Linked DNA regions of Mus musculus: region 2 is linked to region 1. The links are chromatin contacts, called in public promoter capture Hi-C maps. All regions are on one chromosome and are shown on one strand. Each heading gives the region's core, a stretch centred on a gene start, on an enhancer-like site or on the middle of the called end of the contact. The rest is flanking DNA. Distances are from core to core; before and after follow the strand shown.

Region 1 (6,316 bases), core at 1,470-3,969:
GAATTAGAAAAGGTGTTCCCTTTGCCAAGTGGATGCAGGCCCACTTGGGCACATAGATTGATGAGCTCACAGACTAGATTCCGCTCCTGTCTACTCTTTGGCTGGGTATCTTTGCACACTATACAGCCTGCCTATCTGCACACAGTGATCCCATTTGGCAGACTTCAGGGGGCATACCCACCCGAAGAACCAGCTTTCCCCTTTAGGCTGCAAATGAGGAAGTGAAGAGCCAAAGGGAGGATGATTTATCCAAGGTCATGTGGCTATCTGGTGACAAAAATCAAGGCTGAAAAAACATGTACAGATCCTGACTACAATTTCATTGTTGGTTCTCTTGCCCCAAGTCTTGCTCTTGGGGACAGATGGGAACGCCAGGACAGCAGGAGACATCCCGAAAGCAGCATCCGGGGAAGCCTTCCTGCTCCAATTAGAGGAGAGGTGATAACCTCATCCCAAACGCTGTCTAGACATAAAATTGGACATAAAGCTCCCTGAACCGTGCACAGCCGAACTTGTGGCTGGCACGGAACATAAATACAGAGCCCCTATTTATTTCCTATCTACCAACCACATTCCGTCTACACCACCTCAGCGAGCACGCATGTAATGTCTGGGTAGTGACTCTGCTTGGCCTGGCAGCTCCCAGGTAGAGTTAGTTACTGGGCTTGGGAAAACCTCGTGCTAAAAAGGTTTTCAATTTAGCTAGGCATGGTGGTGCATGCCTACAATCCCAGCAGAGGCAGAAGGATTACTGTGAGTTTGAAGTCAACCTGGGCTACATATTGAGTTCTGGACTAGCTTACGCTACAGAGGAAGATATTTTTTAAATTGGCTTGGTTTGGGTTTGTTTTTTCAAAGATGAAGATGACAATGATGGAGGTAGGTGGAGAGGGGTACAAGAAGGGACAAAGAGGAGAGAGGTCTGGCTGGAGCATTCGGAGGCAGAGCATTGGCTTCCCATGTGTGAAGCCCTGGGTTCATCCCTGAACAAGGGTGAATGAAACAAGAGGAGATGGAGAAAAGGATGGGAGGAGGAGAAGGCAATTCCTGACAAGGTTCCTTATCTGGGATTCCTAGGAACCCACTAAGGTCGACTTCTTACAAACAGTGTTGAAAATAAACATACATGTGTGGGTGCCTGCCTACTCTTTCTCTGGATGTCACTCATTCTCTGAACATGAGTATCCTGTCTGCCCCTCAGTCCATATACATATATACATACATATAGCATATATAGTATAATACATATAACACATATATACGGTATATATGTGATATATACATATGTGTGTGTATACACACACACACACACACATATATGATTAAACATAGACAGAGCCACACTTCTTTCTAGCTTTGACTTGAAGCATAGCTGCTTCCTGGCTATGAGACTTCAGATAAGCACCTTCACTTCTCTGGGCCCCTCCACACTGCCTGTGAATAACAGGAAGATACATTATAAACTCTGCCAGCCAGCACCCCGCCCTCCCTTCCCCCTAGCCAACTCCTGTGTACACATGAGTGGCAGGTGGCCAGTAGGAGCTGAGGGAGGGACCAAGGACCAAGTCCAGGAGCCTGTTTCCTACCACTCCCACAGCTCGTCACACCCTTATCAGCTGCCTGCCCCCACCCCGACCCCCAGATGCCCAGCTGGAGGCCTTGGGGGCAGGGTCCAAGAACCAGGCCTGCTCTTTGAATATGTAGATGTAACGATAGGAAACCCAGCCCAGAAGGTGGATGATTTGCTATCCCAGCGGGAATCACAAAGCCCTTTGTGGATGGGTCAGAAAGCACCCCAAACAGACACAAATCCAGTGCCATCCTTAGGCCCTGGCAGTTTTCCAATTAAAGAGATAGACAAGACATCAAGGAGGAGCTGCCCCAGCTCTCCCCCTCTCTTCCCCTCTCCTCCCCTGCCACACCATCTGGGCTTCCCAGGGGAGGGCCAGGTGAGCCACAGCAGCCAATGTGCTTTGCTGCAACGTATTTGTCTTTGCAGCCGCTGCACATAGCAGTTCCTCTTTCCCAAAGGTATGGGCTTCGCCTGGTATTAAAAAGGGCTCCTAAGTGCCACTGAAAAGCTTTGCAGGGAGTGGAGAGCCCGCGAGGGAGGGGTGGGATGGGGGTGGCTAGCTGGTCAGAATGGAGGTTTAGTGCTAAGGATGCATCCAAAGACGCTTACAAAAATGAGTCGTGGAGGGTGAGGAACGGGAAACCTGCTATCACGAGGCAGAGCTCTTTCTTCACACCAAGTTCCCACTCTGTCCTGTCCTGCTGCAGAGTGATGGGGCTGCAAAGAGGCATTGTGCGTGTGTAGCACGTGAATGTGAATGTGTGTGTGTGTGTGTGTGTAGTTGCACGAGGGCACGCGTGCCTGTTCCCTCGGCTTCCCTACCATAGCCCGGCTACTCTTGCCAATCAATGGCCTCTTTGTGGCACAGAGAAGAGGGGAGTAGGACTTGCAGTGTTGGGGGAGGGGTACAGGCTGCCTCTGGGACACCAGGGTGCGGGACTCGGGCCTACTGCCCTCGAAGTGTCCCTCAACTCGGAAAGAGTTCTCTGCAGGAACATCTGTACACTCAATCAGCGCAAAGAACAGAAGGTCAATATAGGCAGTGGCCAAAGTATCCCTCCCCTCCCCCGCCCCCCCCATCAAGCAGTGGTGTACAGTCCTGGGTCCCATACACTGGGAAAGACTCGGACGTGCAGTCCCCGTGACCCCATATCCGCTAGATGGCGCTGACCCCACTGTGCTCATCCCACTTGGGGCAAGCCCAGCAGCTTGAGGAGGCATTTGAGCATCTGGAAATGGTGGCCACAGAAGAATGAGAGGGACATTGGAAGCCAGAGTTACCAAGTCACTCGTTCTAGTTGGCACAAGTCTACATTGGAAAGAGATTCAGTCACACTTCCTTGAAGATCTCAAAGCCTTTGTCCTCAAGAAAGTCACAACTTCAGAGACTAGAGCTGCACACAGGAAACAATCACTCAAGGTCCTGTGGGAAAGCTAGGGATTCGGTCCCAGAGAGGGATGAGTCCTTCCTAAACTACAAAGAGTTATCCTGTCCTTTCTACCCTGAGCTAAGCTCTGTGACCTGACAGTCTGTGCTCTGGAACCCAAGTGCTCATCTCCAGGGACAATAACCACGATGTTCAACCTAGGGTACATGTTGCAGTCCTAGCCATGGTTGGAAGGAGAGGAGTCTGTATCAGGAAGAAGAACAGCCATGCCTCTCTTAGGTCAAGGCAGTGGTAAGAAAGGTTGCCAGACATCTAGACTGAGGCGGCTGTCTTCGTAAGCTGGAACAAGAAGTACAGAACCTGACTCCATGTGCAGGGCATAGTGGATAGCTTCTTCTTTAGCCTTTCCTCCACTCTAGTGTGGATGTTAAGACCACAACAGAGACGTCTGAGTCTCAGGGAGGTTTAAGGCATTGGTCCAGAATACCACTAGGCAAACTGTTGCAGAAGAAGGACTGGGATCTATGACAGACTGAGTCCCACCCCTCTTCTGCTGTAGGTGCTGTCTAATTCTGGGCCAAGACTAGATGGTTTGCTCCTGAGGACCAGAACATCAGAGGAGGGGAGAAATCAAGAGATCAGGGCCAGCTAGGCTAAGATGGCTCCAGACAGGGTGCTTAGCATCTCCTATTGCTCTTCCAAGTCAGCCCTTTCTCCGCATCTCCTGACCATGCCACCATCCGCTTAGCATTCCGCTCAGTTCCCTCTGCTCTGACTCCAAATGTTTATCAACACATGCTGTAATGTAATCAGCTCCTGGGAAAATACACACCAGGTAACGGATGCTGACAAGAGTGTCAAACAGATGTCTCCTCCCTGCCCCTCCTTCCTCCCTCCTTGCCACCCTCACCGGGCCAGGCACACCCAGGAGGCTGGTTGGTGATATGCTTCTCTCCAGGCCGCCTCCCAGCGCTGTCAGTGAAGGCATTCACCAGGAAGCTGGCAACACAGAGGGCAGGGCTGACTCAGTATGGTTCACCAGCATGCCAGGCGCCCTCTCAGGCTCTGCATGCCTCATCTCATGCGGCCCTCAAGGCCACATGTTGCAGAAACCAAGGTCCAAGGTGGTGACCAAGCATGGTGAAGAGCAGTGGCAGCCACTCTCCAGGCCCCATCATTAGGCCACCTCCCTACTGCATATATATTGCATATGCTTTGAAAGGAGCTGCCCTCAGGGCCTCTTAATGGGTCTGAGAGAACATGACAGGCAGGTGTTTGGGGACTTGCAATCTCTTCTTCATTTTAGCCAAAGCAAGTATAACATTCAAGTGGATTCTGAGGGAGAGAATGTCCCTTCTTTGTCCTTTTATCCTCTCTTCCCTTGAACCAGAGCCTCCAGAGTCACAGAGAACCTGGACAGAAGGGCAAGAAAGCATGCAGAGCAGGAGGGAGCCAAGGGAGGACAGATACACACACACACACACACACACACACACACACACACCACCCATCACACATATCACAAACCACACACATACACACACACACCACAACACCACACACACACCATACACACACACACACCACAAATACACACACCACACACTCATACCACACCACACACACACACACACACACACATGCCCTTTTGGAGCCTCTGGATCAGCTGTGTGAGGCTGGGCGTCCTAAAGGAAATTGGTATTTGCTTTTCCCTCCAACACATTCAATTGTTCCTTTCATCTGACAGGGATTGTAAATGAGACTTTATGGGATTTCTAATGATGGCGGTTTCCCTTTATCAGCCTCCAATTCCCACTTCTCCGCTGGCCCTGGCTGACTCTGGAAAACGTTTTGACCGGGAATCAAGACTCCAGCAGGCGCTGCTGCCCATGGCCACCGCTTTCCATAATGAGGGATGGAAGTCATCAAACCAGCATCCAAGGACCATAGGAAGCTCACTACCACGAAGTTCACCATCTGACTGCTGACTGCCTCCCAGATGAGGAACTTCAACTCCCTTGTTCTGGTTCATCAGCCATAAATGTAGAGCGATGATGCCTGCTGATCCCACCCACCCCAAGAGCCGCTGCAAGGCCCCAGTGAGGTCCCATGCCTGGAAGGCCTTGGGAATATAGAAAGCAGTCACCTAACCTGAGTTTGCTATGACTATTGTTGCTGACAAGATGGCTGGCAGGGTTAGGGTGAGCTTGTTGGTGTAAATAGAAGTGTACCCACCTGTTCTGGGGAAGGGTGGAGTTCTCATATTTGCACCTGTCTCGGAAGGCAATAGATGAAGCAATACGCCGCATGTGTCTATGAGTATGTGTGCACACACTAAAGTGTCTCAATTGTAGATAATAGTATTGTATTAAAATACAAAACGCCTACGTGCCAGGCATGGATGTGGATGCTCCTTTTAACCTTTGTGATGCATCTCTGAGGACATGAGAAGACCAACATATTACACAAGCATCTACTGAGGCTGTATAATAGTGCTTTCATCATAGGTATGTCTGTGTTGGAAGAGGAATGTCGTAGATGAATCTAATGTAATTTAGAGTCTACTCCCCTCACCCAAAATAGCAGGCAGGGAGAGTTTCCATGTGCTTGCCTGAGTGTCAGTGCACATATGAGGATAAATGCCATGCAGACTAAATGTACATGTATGCATGTGTGTGTGTGCTATGCACACGTAAGTGGATGAACACTCACCTGCCCCACTCCTGGGTTGATTAGCATAACTGTTCCTTGTCTATCAGCGGCCGGGTCTGAGTGCCTGGCAGGCTCTGAGCACTATTGCTGTGAGCCACACAGCCCACGCAGACACAATGAGGTGACAGCAGTATGTGGGGGGAGGGGTAAAAACTCAGCATTCTGGAGTCACCGGCTGCGAAGGTGGTAGGACCCCTACCCAGGGAAGGCATAGATTGACATACCACATCAGGAGCTACAGCGGTTTGTGCAGCAGGCGGGTAAGGCTCAAAAGCCTTCAGAACAAGACAGAGCCAGCACTGCCATGTTCAAAGGGTCTGGAGATGACAGGATAAAGCAATGTCAGAACCGTCGTGGGGTGAGGGGCTGCTGAGTGGACAGGCCTTACCGCAGCTCCCGGCTGCCCTGAGAAACTCACCACCCTCCTCCCGTGAGGCACCCGTGTATCTCATCAGCCCCTCCCTCATGCTCTCCTCTTGCTCAAGCCCCAACCCCACATACACAGCCCACCTCTGCCAGGCACCCAGCTTGTAGGTTTCCTGCCTTTCCTCAGCCCACTTTGGCTCCCAGTTCATATGCCCGACCTCAGAGGGTTTGTAAGACACTTCCCAGCCTTTCCCAATCTCCTGGACTAACAACATGT
Region 2 (6,316 bases), core at 1,294-3,793, 600 kb after region 1:
GGCAATGTTAGGTTTTACTTCCAGTTGATGACTTTTGGTAGTCAGAATGAAAGTAGAGATGGCAGAGGGGAAAGACAGGGCCACAGGTAGGCCTTGCCTCAGACTTTGCAGAGCTCTCTCACGGTCCTTTTACACTGCCGGAAACGCATCTGAGCTAGGCTTTGTCAGGCAGTTGATTTAATAGTAGGTTGGCCTTGCTTGCTGGGAGGCACTCAAGACTGCTGAGTTGTGTGCTCTCTACTCGGCACAGGGAAAACAGGACAACTCAGCAGATTCGGGAGTTCCAGAGACACCACTTCAGGATTCAGGCCCATGCTTTCAACCATTACCAGGAAAGCCACAACATTCCAAGTGAGCCAGGTGGAGCACTATCGCCCCGGAAGCAAAATGATTCAGATTATATGACAAATATCCACATATCCTCTTCTGATGGACCAGACACATAAATCCCTAGTGCCTGGTCTTTAAACAAGTTCTCACCCCTCCTAGGTGGCTGGTGGATGAGATAGTGGTCTCTGAGAAGAAAGAAACAAAGAGATTTTAGGGCTTTAAGCCAGCTTGGAAAAGAAGCTTGATTAGAATTGGCCTCCAAATAAAAATAATAGTAATAAAAAAATAAATAAAGATACAGACTGTCCCTCACACCTCCAGGGAGTCTCAGCTACTCCTGATCAACAGGATAGCTGAATGCTCCCTCCTCTGGGGATTTCATTAGCTCCTCCCCCCCACCTGCTCTGTGTAGCTCAGCCTCCCAGTTTGGAAGACCCTTCCCCTCCAACTATGGAAATGTTGTGAGCTAATATCCCTCCCTCCCTTCCTCCCTCTCACATCCGCGTGCACTCCAATCCCTCTCTCTCTTTTTTTTTTTTTTACTCACTCATCATGCATGATGATGCCTGGTACACAGGTCTCTTTGTGTCCTATGCCTCAGGGGACACCAGAGGAGAGGAAAACATTTGCCTCCCTGATGTTGGCTTGCATGTGTTACACATACAAGAAAAACAAAACTTACTATACTATCCAGTAAAGTGTATTTGGGACATAGATGGGGCTTTTAATGTTAATAAGAGCCATCTCCAAGTTGAATGGACATTGAATACCTGACTTTCAGAAAAAGGAACCTAAGAAGTTCTTCTTCTTCTTCTTCTTTTTTTTTTTTTTTTTTTTTTTTTTTTTGGTTTTTCGAGACAGGGTTTCTCTGTGTAGCCCTGGCTGTCCTGGAACTCACTCTGTAGACCAGGCTGGCCTTGAACTCAGAAATCCACCTGCCTCTGCCTCCCAAGTGCTGGGATTAAAGGCGTGGGCCACCACCACCCGGCTTTTTTTTTTTTTTTTTTAGATTTATTATATGTAAGTACACTGTAGCTGTCTTCAGACACACCAGAGGAGGGCGTCAGATCTCATTACGGATGGTTGTGAGCCACCATGTGGTTGCTGGGATTTGAACTCAGGACCTTCGGAAGAGCAGACTTAACCACTGAGCCTACTCTCCAGCCCTTAAGAAATTCTTTGACCTAAGTAGTGTCAACTTCACCCTGATTCTAGGAGTATGCTGTAATTCAAAAGGGGATGGACAAAACGCCATGTTATTGTCAACTCCCTAACTCTCTGTGGTGGATTCCTCTCTGAGGAAAACATTTGCCACCTAAGGGATCAATATTCCAGTGAACTGCTGTACTACTAGCGTGTACAGGTGTCAAAAGGCAAGTAAGTGACTGGGAGGAAGAAACTTGACTGGGAGGAAACCCACAAGCTCACTGGAGGTATGGACAAGCTCTCCTGCCTCGTTAGTTATTTGCAATGCGTCGGTTTCTGTCTATTTGGAAAGCGTTGGCACAGTGCTGTGATCCAACATCAAGTTTTAATCCCTGCTTTAATCGAAGACCTGAAAGCTCAAACAGTTTCCTCCTGGCGAAATGCAGCGGTAGGTTGCCCAGCAACAAACTGCTATAGTGGAGGCAGAAGGTGGGTGGGTTGTGGGAAAAGTACCTGGATCATGAACAAGAAAAAGGGCGGGAGGGGCTTTTCGAGTGTCTGAGCTTCCCAGGTTTTAAAAACCCTCCAGATTGTTCCTGAGTTTCTGGAACCAGTGTTTACGTCGGCAACAGTTTTCCTGCAAAGAGCGGGTGTGCTTCCACACTCTCATTCTTCCTGACCACGGCCAGCTCTCAGTAGCCATATTTCCAGCCCCAGGGCATCCCAGACTAAGCTCAGGCTGCTAGCCCTTTAAACCCGACCTGCGAGGGAGACGACGTGGAACCACAGAACTAGCGGTGTCAGCCACGTGGTACGAGGAAGCGTTCATGTTGGAACTGGGCAAAGCCTATTTCCACTCTGAGCTGCACAATATGATTGTTTCGAGAGTATCCACGTTCTTGTATTTTCTTCAGTTGAGTTTTCAAAAACGCTAATGGTACCACTCCTTTAGAACTAAAGCTTTGTTTAAAATAACACTACCGGTCCGGCTACAGTGCCCGTTTTAAAAATGGTGCTTCGGTCTTCAGCAGCGATAGTTCTTTCGCAATTAAGATCCGGGTGGAAACAATGGGTAGGTGCAGCGGGGCAGAGCCGAGGTTGCTTCCTAAGAGCTTCTTGCTGGTCAGGAGGGAGGGTCAGGTCCTAGCGTCCTAGCTGGGTTTTGTTCCCGCTGGCGCCGGAATCCTCTGCGGGTTGGGAGCCGCACTGCCGGCTGCCGAGGCCACGGGATTGTTCCTGGCTTACCAGTTAGCTGAGTAGGCGGCGGGGCGGCGGCCACCGGAGGGTCACCATGTGGGCCTTCCCGGAGTTGCCCCTGCCGCTGCCGCTGCTGGTGAATTTGATCGGCTCGCTGTTGGGATTCGTGGCTACAGTCACCCTCATCCCTGCCTTCCGTAGCCACTTTATCGCCGCGCGCCTCTGTGGCCAGGACCTCAACAAGCTCAGCCAGCAGCAGATGTGAGTAACCGCACGCGAGTGTCCTGGGTTGGGGGGGGGGGGGGCAGGATTGTGCAGAACAGGGGCAAGGACTGAGATGCTTGGCTTTGCACTAGCCGGAAAGCTAACCTAGGCACCCAGAACTCTGGGAGGTCATTAAAGTTGTCTATCCTTGGGAAGGACGGAATGGAACTGTTGGGTGTCAGGAGTTGTAGAGGGGTAGGTATCCTTTGCCCTGTGCACGCTCTCCCTACTCCCCAACAAACAAAATCCTGAGAAGGCCACTTTGGTTTACTGGGACCCCTACTATTGTGAGTGACCACGCCCCTTTCTTCTTCCTCCTCCACCCTTTCCCGCTGGGCCGCAGCCCAGAGTCCCAGGGAGTGATCAGCGGTGCTGTTTTCCTTATCATCCTCTTCTGCTTCATCCCTTTCCCCTTCCTGAACTGCTTCGTGGAGGAGCAGTGTAAGGCATTCCCCCACCATGAAGTAAGTGCACCAGTGGGGAAGTTATTAGCGGGCTGGCTGGGGCCGGGCACTTGAGTTGGGGTTATTTGGATTTGGGAAAAGGATGCTTGTGGCCACAACCATAGAGACAGGAATTCTTGGACTGGTGATATAGCTCGGTGGTAGAGCGCTTTCTCAGTATGTGAGTATGTGCAAGGACCCGGCGTTCAATCACCAACTCCGAAAAAAAAAATGGAAAAGACAGGAATTCTTGACAGAGTAGAAGTAGGTGTGAGTCATTACGTGCCCACTTCTCCCCCAGTTTGTGGCCCTAATAGGTGCCCTCCTTGCCATCTGCTGCATGATCTTCCTGGGGTTTGCTGATGATGTCCTCAATCTCCGCTGGCGCCACAAGCTGCTGCTGCCCACAGCTGCCTCACTACCTCTCCTCATGGTCTACTTCACAAACTTTGGCAATACAACCATCGTGGTGCCCAAGCCCTTCCGCTGGATTCTGGGCCTGCATTTGGACTTGGGTGAGTAACCTTGCCACTACTGCCCCTGTGGCACCTACTTTCTGGTACCCTTGCCTCTGAGGTCCCAATAGAGGACCCCTCCTGGTGGTCCATATCCCCATCAACCATTTCTTTTCTGTCCTTGTATCTACTTTCTCTCTTTTCCCTCCTTCTTCCCTATCTCTTATTTCCTTCCTGTTTCAAGGAAGTCATGCTTGCACTAAGACTTATTATCAAAGCTTTTCCTGTCTCTGTTTTGTATTTAAAACAAAAACAAAAACAAAAAAACAAAACAGGGTCATAGGGCTGATGAGATGGCTTAGCGGGTAAGAGCACTGACTGCTCTTCCGAAGGTTTGGAGTTCAAATCCCAGCAATCACATGGTGGCTCACAACCACCTGTAATGAGATCTGACACCATCTTCTGGTGTGTCTGAAGACAGCTACAGTGTACTTATCTTTGGGCCATAGCAAGCAGGGACTGAGGGAACAGGGTTGACCTGAGAGAGCAGAGGTCCTAAGTTCAATTCCCAACAACCAGATGAAGGCTCACAACTATCTGTACAGCTACAGTGTATACATAAAATAACAAATACATATACATAAAAATAAATAAATCTTTAAAAAACAAAACAAACAGGGTCACACACTAAATTGCCTTGAACTTATTTAGCCCTGGCAGGCCTTAAACAGGTAATCCTCCTGTCCCAGCCTTCCAAGTAGTTAGAATTATAGGCCTGAGCTACTAGACCTTGCCTATTTGGATCCTTTCTGGTGTTCCATTCATCTTGTGCTTTGTTCTGTTAACAAACAAATCCAAATCCTACTCCTCGCTGTGTCCCCCAGGGATCCTGTACTACGTCTACATGGGGCTGCTTGCAGTGTTCTGTACCAATGCCATCAACATCCTGGCGGGCATTAATGGCCTAGAGGCCGGTCAGTCACTAGTCATCTCTGCTTCTATCATTGTCTTCAACCTGGTGGAACTGGAAGGTAGGTGAGATTGGGGAGAAGGAGAAGTCTGGGTGTTAAGGGAATTGCCTGGTATGACTCTAGAGAGTTTCTTGTGTGTGTGTAAGGGGTGGGGAATGACAAGACAACAGTGATTTTAGAATGGGAGCTATTTACTTTGTACACAGCAATAAGGAATTAAGCATGAGAAACAAAAGCATTAATGCTATCATGTATAGCTTGATGGTCATGAATAGCTAGACCAATTCTTTCTTTCTTTTTTTTTTTTTTTTTTCTTTTTGGTTTTTCGAGACAGGGTTTCTCTGTGTAGCCCTGGCCGTCCTGGAACTCATTCTGTAGACCAGGCTGGCCTCGAACGCAGAAATCTGCCTGCCTCTGCCTCCCAAGTGCTGGGATTAAAGGCATGTGCCACCACTACCCGGCGACCAATTATTTCTATTGGGCATAAATAGCTTCACAGAACCCCAGCAACAGGTACGATCACTCTCTGACCATAGTGGGGAAAGACTCTTGCCTTCCTAACCCTGTCTGATTACAGATAGACCCAGAACACTTAGCAATATAAAAATGACCACAATCCCGCAGCTAACATGAGAGGGTACAGCTTTTTTCAAATAACAATTTAGTTCTTCCTGCTTCCTTTTGTTTTGTTATTTTGAGACAGTCTTGCCATGTAACCCTGGCTAGCCTCAAACTTATGATCATCCTATCTGTCTCCTAAGGGCTGGAATTGCAGGCCTGCACCACCACACCTGGCTTCCTCCTACTCTTAAAAAAAAAAAAAGTTAAGTTATTCATGTATTTGGCCTTCTGTGCTCCCAGTTTGGAGCACATGTCTACTTCCTTTCATCCCTTCCCAAATTATCCAAAACAAATTCTAAAATAAGCCCCTCATATTGAAATATTTTACGGTTCCCTCTGGTGTATGATTCCCAAAGTCTTAGTCTCTATGTAAGCCCAAGTTTGAGTATTAGTTACTTTTGGTCGTGTTGGACATCAACAAGTGCTTATTAAGCCTAAGCGCTTTGTTTTGAGACAGGGATGTACCACGTTGCCCTGGAACTCACAGAGCTCCAAGTTCTGAGAGTAAAGGGATGTGTGCCTCCCCTTGTCTCCCAGCTAAAGCTAAGCATATTTAAAGCATTATCTCATTTAAATTAAATGACTCTGTATAACTGGCAGTACCCAGTTTTTGACAGATAAATGGAAGCTTACCAAAATTCAATGTGTCATTTCACACAGCTAGGAAATAAAACTGGTATTCAATCAAATCCCAGCTGGAATTTTTAAACCACATTTAAGATAGTCACTAGGTTTTCTGTTGTTTTCTCTGTCTCTCTCTGTGTCTCTCTCTCTTCCTCTCCATACCTCTGGCTATCCTGGGACTCACAATGTAGCCCAGGCTGGTCTTACACCAGGAGATATTCCTGTGTCTTCTGAATATTAGGAGTCACTAGCCTTTTGGTTGTTT

The links. Promoter capture Hi-C pulls out the DNA fragments that hold promoters and counts their contacts.
Region 2: a contact with region 1 is called in a promoter capture Hi-C map of embryonic stem cells, with 4 times the contacts expected there. The contact joins the promoter of Dpagt1 here to the enhancer-like site in region 1. A contact is called at or near these places in 7 of 39 promoter capture datasets (the 3T3-L1 cell line, the SN4741 cell line, embryonic stem cells and 4 more).

Annotation. Positions count from the first base shown.
Region 1 is chr9:43,728,097-43,734,412 of GRCm38.p6, forward strand. It overlaps Gm30015 (a long non-coding RNA gene), which reads right to left. Exons shown (of 4, transcript XR_870681.3): 2 at 5,898-5,990. Among named protein-coding and RNA genes, the nearest start is that of Gm30015, 7.2 kb to the right of the region's middle. Within about 2 kb of position 2,720, at least 33 of the 459 cell types and tissues checked have an H3K27ac peak or open chromatin away from gene starts, as enhancers often do. A contact at or near this core is called in embryonic stem cells, where this site is marked.
Region 2 is chr9:44,324,272-44,330,587 of GRCm38.p6, forward strand. It overlaps Dpagt1 (dolichyl-phosphate (UDP-N-acetylglucosamine) acetylglucosaminephosphotransferase 1 (GlcNAc-1-P transferase)), which reads left to right and starts at 2,544. Exons shown (of 9, transcript NM_007875.3): 1 at 2,544-2,934; 2 at 3,281-3,401; 3 at 3,682-3,895; 4 at 4,720-4,866. The coding sequence starts at 2,768.